Regions from separate parts of the Mus musculus genome. Here region 2 is linked to region 1. A link is a contact called in public Hi-C data. All regions are on one chromosome and are shown on one strand. Each heading gives the region's core, a stretch centred on a gene start, on an enhancer-like site or on the middle of the called end of the contact. The rest is flanking DNA. Distances are from core to core; before and after follow the strand shown.

The links. Hi-C and Micro-C count contacts between places; a contact is called where the count stands out from the background.
Region 2: a contact with region 1 is called in a Hi-C map of CD8 T cells, with 2.9 times the contacts expected there. The contact joins the enhancer-like site here to the promoter of Dsn1 in region 1. A contact is called at or near these places in 5 of 39 promoter capture datasets (the C10 cell line, cranial neural crest, embryonic stem cells and 2 more), 1 of 484 Hi-C or Micro-C datasets (CD8 T cells), 6 of 115 datasets of contacts at active chromatin or transcription factors (the SCID.adh cell line, embryonic stem cells, large pre-B cells and 2 more) and 3 of 9 other capture datasets (adipose tissue, liver and pancreatic islet).

What each region holds. Positions count from the first base shown.
Region 1 is chr2:157,005,403-157,008,368 of GRCm38.p6, forward strand. It overlaps Dsn1 (DSN1 homolog, MIS12 kinetochore complex component), which reads right to left and starts at 1,673. Exons shown (of 11, transcript NM_025853.3): 1 at 1,573-1,673; 2 at 446-471; 3 at 1-89. The coding sequence starts at 470.
Region 2 is chr2:157,117,973-157,120,689 of GRCm38.p6, forward strand. Samhd1 (SAM domain and HD domain, 1) reads right to left here. Exons shown (of 16, transcript NM_018851.4): 6 at 2,510-2,580. Among named protein-coding and RNA genes, the nearest start is that of Samhd1, 16 kb to the right of the region's middle. Within about 2 kb of position 1,304, at least 24 of the 459 cell types and tissues checked have an H3K27ac peak or open chromatin away from gene starts, as enhancers often do. A contact at or near this core is called in CD8 T cells and memory CD8 T cells, where this site is marked.

The sequences.
Region 1 (2,966 bases), core at 423-2,922:
GTAGGCAGAGGATTGAGGCAATGCTTCCAAAGGCTTGAGACTTGGCTGCAATGGACGATCCTGAGTCTCGGACATCGTGGGTTCCTGGTCTAGCATTTGTTATAGAAAAGTCAAAATATAAAATCAAAGCTACCTCAGATACAAACCTCAGTAAGTATCCAAGCCAAGGGTGACAACAGAAAATGCACACGCCCACTTTTTAACTGCAGCAACTTTAATATATAAGATGGTATACAGTTGAAGGACCAGCTTCCTAGGAGCCTAGGCAGAAGGGAAGGAGGACGGAGGGAAACCTATTTCCCTGGTGATGGAAACCTAGAGAAGGCCTTTTTGTAAACCCACACACGTGTGATTCCAAAGGCACCAGGAGCCAAGGAGGATTCTGGGATAGTTCAGGAGCCTGATTCCCAAAGCAAGAGGCATTGAATTTCACTGTAAAACTCACCTTCTGATCTGGTCACTGACGTCATCCTGGATGAAGGAGGAAAACAGGAAAATGAGGAGATCCGTTCGAGCTCCAGTCTCACAGGGGCCTCACTATCCCATAATAGGTCTCATGCTTCAGGTGCCCTCACTTGCCTCCTCCGAGATTCTCAGCAGCAAGATTACTATCACTGACTGCTGTCTTCAAGAACTCGGTCTACAGAACCTATCTTAGCTCCTCACTTTGTGAGGCACTAGCCCCCAGTTCCGTGGAAGGTCTTAGGATCTTTGTTTTCCAAACGAGAAAACAAACAAACAAACCCCGCATCACTTCTTACTCTCTCCAGATTTTGCCATGGCTGGAAATCCTACTTTTTAATCTCTGCCCACATCTGTCCTTCTACCCATAAAACAGAGTCATCCTCCTCCCTAACTCTGCTTAAATACGCAGTCACTTCTCTTTGGCAGATTTGGAGGCCACACATCTTTCCTCTATAGAACTGGTTGGAGATCGCACCACATCCCCATTTCCAGCACCTGTCACAGAAAACAGACAGAGAGGCAAGGTCGAGTATCCATCCCGCCACCTTGCATCTAAGTCTCCCTCCCAAAAGACCGCTGAATGTGGAGGACGCTTGGTAAAAGCGAATGGAGGCTGAGGGACCATACTGAAAGGACAAAGACTCTAAAGATCTAAATCACCACAATCCTCGTGGGTGATCACACAGACTCCAGCTTGGATAACAGACATTGAAGCGCTTCTGAGGCTGTACACGTGACAGCCTTCTGACGTCATTATCCCAATCAACAACAGGTCCCACAACTCTGAGTAAGGGACTCTTTCGGGAGACCCAGGTTCCCGGGGCACAGCAGTGTAACCCCGGCTGCCACCCCAGCCCTCCGACCTGTCCCAGGCCACTATCTGGAGTCAAGGACGCCAGCAGTGCCCGGGAGCGAGGAGTGGCCTTCTTTCAGGCGTCCTGTCAGGAGAAAGTCTCTGAGCCCCCGGGGCCCTGCGGCTGGGAGCGGCCGGTGGGCCGGGCAGAGGCGGGTCAGGGGAGAACCACATCCGGGTCCCGAACCCCAGCGTGACGCCGGTCTAGCCCAGCTCCCCTCCCCGCGTTCCTGAACCAGTAAGCCCAAGGTCACCTCTGCAAACTCGGCGTCGCCGCAGAAGGTCCTCTCCCGCGTCAGTCCGGTTCGGGGTTCCCCGCTGCCTCCGCTACTTACGAAACTCCCGCCGAACAACTGCGCGTGCGCAGCCTCCGCCTTCCGCGCTGGCTCGCGCAACCCGTGCCTCCGGCGGAGCGCCTGCGTACTCCGGGATTTAACGTTCTGGCCCAAGCGCACCTTGTCCTACCGTTTTCACCCAGCTACAGATCAAGCACATCTGCAGCTACGTCCAGGCCTGGGGATTGACCTCTCCAAAACACCAGTTTGCTGACTTTTCCCGCCGTACATCCTACCTATGGGTGTGGTGCTGTTCCAGGCCATGGCTTCCCCTCTATCTCTTTGATTCCAAAAGTCTGGACAGTGACTTTCTCCAGGGAGAACTGGAGCTCTGAGCTCAGTCTGTACCCTGCCTATCTTCCTGCTCCATGGGCCCCTCCCATGGGCCCTTAAGTACCTAGCAAAGTTCAAGCACACCCCCTGCCAGCGTTAACAGCCAACCCTACTGCCACAACCCCGTGCCAATTCTTGCCTCTGTTCCTTTGTTCGAGCATGCTTTTTGCCTGGAAAGCCTTTCCTTTCTCCTTCCACCCTTCTATGTTGACGCTAGATGTTCAGTGCTCATGTCTGTTCCACTGTCCCGTGCCTGGGAGGGTCTTCTTCAGGACAAGGTATAGAGGCATCAGAATGCCCCCCATGCATCAATGAAGTGAATCCTTTCAGATCTGAACCTTGTGAACTGAGAGTAGTACGAAAGATTCCAAAGGTCCAGTTGTGGTGGTGCATGCCTTTAATCCCAGTACTGGGAAGACAGAGGCAGGAGGATCTCTGTGTCTTTGAGGCCAGCCTAGTACCCGGGCCAGCCAAGGATACATAGTGAGACCCTGTCTCAAACAAACAAACAAAAAACAAACAAAAAAAACAAAGAAGCAAAAGATGGGTCTGGCAGTGGTGGTGCACTCCTTTAATCCCAGCACTTGGGAGGCAGAGGCAGGTGGATTTCTGAGTTCGAGGCCAACCTGGTCTACAGAGTGAGTTCCAGGATAGCCAGGGCTATACAGAGAAACCCTGTCTCAAAAAACCAAAAAAAAAAAAAAAAAAAAAAAAAAAAGCAGAAGATGGCTAGCTGAACCATAATTTTGATAATTTTGACCATTTTGAAGTAATTGTGGTCCCTTGGAAGTTTTTTGGTAAGAGGTAGAAATGTGTATTCCAGAAGTTTCTACTCTGCCATTCTGGTCTAATAGTTTCAACAGCTATCTGGAAGAGGTGTGTTCTTATTCCTGAATATCACTTCCTGGAGCACCTCATGTGTTGATGTCCCCAAAACAGAACTTAATATTCCCGGCCAGAGCTGGCCATGTTGGGACACA
Region 2 (2,717 bases), core at 54-2,553, 110 kb after region 1:
ATAAATTTAGATCTATGAGAAAAGGATTGACTACTATTCAAAAACATTATCCTTATTAAGCTGGGGCTATAACTGCAGATAAGACAGTTAAAAGAAAAAAAAAGTATTCTTATAAATAAAGGGAAGATTGTATTTGTACTATTTGTATAGAAGAATTAATTCCACATGAGGTCAAGTATGAAATGAAAAAAGTAAATATATATTTTTTTAAAGATTTATTTATTTTTTTATTATATGTAAGTACATTGTAGCTGTCTTCAGACACTCCAGAAGAGGGAGTCAGATCTCATTATGGATGGCTGTGAGCCACCATGTGGTTGCTGGGATTTGAACTCCGGACCTTCGGAAGAGCAGTCGGGTGCTTTTACCCACTGAGCCATCTCACCAGCCCCTAAATATATTTTCTAAAGGCTGGAGATACAGCTTAGTTGTACAGCACTTACCTATCACATGTATAACATATGTATTTGACCCCTAGCGCACACACATCAGGCACGCGCACACACAAACACACATATAGCACACAGAGAGAGAGAGACAAATATACACACATGGCACACATACAATAACGGCAGAGTAGCTCCTAGATCCTATTAGATCAGTCCTGCTTGAGAAAGAAATTATAAACCCTGGACAACTAACTCCCTAACTGTTCATCGGCCAAAAGCAAGCAGGTGTTAAAAGGGAGGAAAAGTAGGAGGGGACGGGCCAAGAGCTATCTATTCACACAGGGTGAGGTTGTGGACTAGCATCTGGGATTTTCACACGCTGCTTGTGAGCGGGTAAAGTAGAGCACACTGGAAAACCCAGTTAAGTAAACATCTGGCATATGACTCAGTAATTCTACTTCAGGTATTCAGTCAGGAGACAGGAGAAGATATTTCCACAGAGCTGTTATACAGCATCACCCACAGCAACCTGAGATGTAGTAGCTCAAATCCAAAACAACATGAAGTTCATCCAAAGAAGCAAGGACAAACTGTGGCTCATACACTAGGATACAATCTTAGCAGTAAGAAGCCATCAACGTGCAGGAATCTTAAAATCATTATACGGCACAAAAGAGCATTCACTTATGACTGTACTGTGCCGGGGAGCAAACCTAACAAGTCAATTGTTGTCAAGGGATCTCCCACTAACCTTTGCTCTTAGCCCACTTATCAACTTTTTAAATGGTTAAACATTAGAGGAAGCCCCCCTAAGCCCCCCCCCCCACGAAGTGCAAACAACAGGAAATCATATTTGCAACAGCTTTGATAGTATAAGGGAAACCAAGATACCACATCTAAGAGGAGAGAGGTGAAGCTGTGTGTGTGTGTGTGTGTGTGTGTGTGTGTGCACTGCTGTGGGTCTGATCGCCAGCATCACAGAAAACAAGCCTGACACAAGGGAAATTTCCAAATGATGAAAATGGTCCACATCCCCACTTGCCAAACTCAGATCAGCTCTGCACAGTTTCAGCCAGGAGGGATGGATAGATAGCACACGCCTTTAATCCTAGCTCTACAGAAACAGAAGCAGGCAACAGTTTCAAGGCCAGCTTGGTCTCCACAGTGAGACCTTGTCCTAGAATAAAAACAACACAACATATATCTGCATAATTTATTGAATGCAAATTATACCTAAAAAAAAAAAAAAAGAGGGCAGAGAACAAAGGGCTTGGCGTGTAAGGAGCTTTCGTCTTGCGTCCCTGCGCTTTTCTATGCCAAGGGTAGTAGAAACTGGGAAGCCAATCTCATTTCTCAGAAACTGCTTCAAAATGTACAGGTTCATCTCCAGTAAATGTGTAATTATAAAGGGTTCGCTTAAAGCCTGAAGTGAGGGTGTACCATACGCTCAGCATTGGGGAGGCTGAGGCAGAACAGAGGACAAAGTCACCCTGAACTATATAGGAAGACCCCGTGTTAAAACAAACGCTCAGTTACTGAGACCGACGATACTTAAGTTCACGGCTATTACCAAAATGAAAGCTGAAGCTGGGCTTTAAAAACAAACCCTAGGGGTTGCCGAGATGGCTCAGAGTTTAAGAGTAGTGTCTACTCCTCTAGAGGTCCTGAGTTCAATTCCCAGCAGCCACGTGGTGGCTCATAACGATCTAAAATGAGAGCTGATGCCTAAGAGTTCTGATTCTGCAGGCAGAATATTGTATATATAACAAATGAATGAACAAATAAATAAATCTTTAAAAGAAAACAAAGTCTACAGTAATCTGACAGAGTAGAACGGACACTGCATTGAAAGAGGGGAGCTGGCTCTCCAGGGCTGGTCCACCACTCCATGACCCTGTGAAGTCAGGCACATCTCTATGCTTCTGAGGGCTCTGAACAGAAGATAAGGTCCTTTCTCCACAGGCTACTGTGAGGGCTGAAACACAGACCCATGAACAGAAGCACCCTGAATGCTGTCCCAGGGAAGGATGCTACAACACACAGAAGGAAACAGATCTTAGTTGAATAACTAGATAAAATACTACTTCTTTCTATGGACTTTGCGACACATCAATACATACCTTCCACTTTTTCTCTGGGCGAGCCCGTGGGATAAACCTTCCATCAAACATATGAGAAAATGGCCCATGACCTAAAAACAAAAGCAGTCTTCAAATAAAAAAAATATTTATAAATTGGTAAAAACTGAAAAGTTAAAAAATTTTTGTTTACTTTGAATATCAACAGCTACTGTTAATAATGTATACATTAATAATAATAATTAGTAAT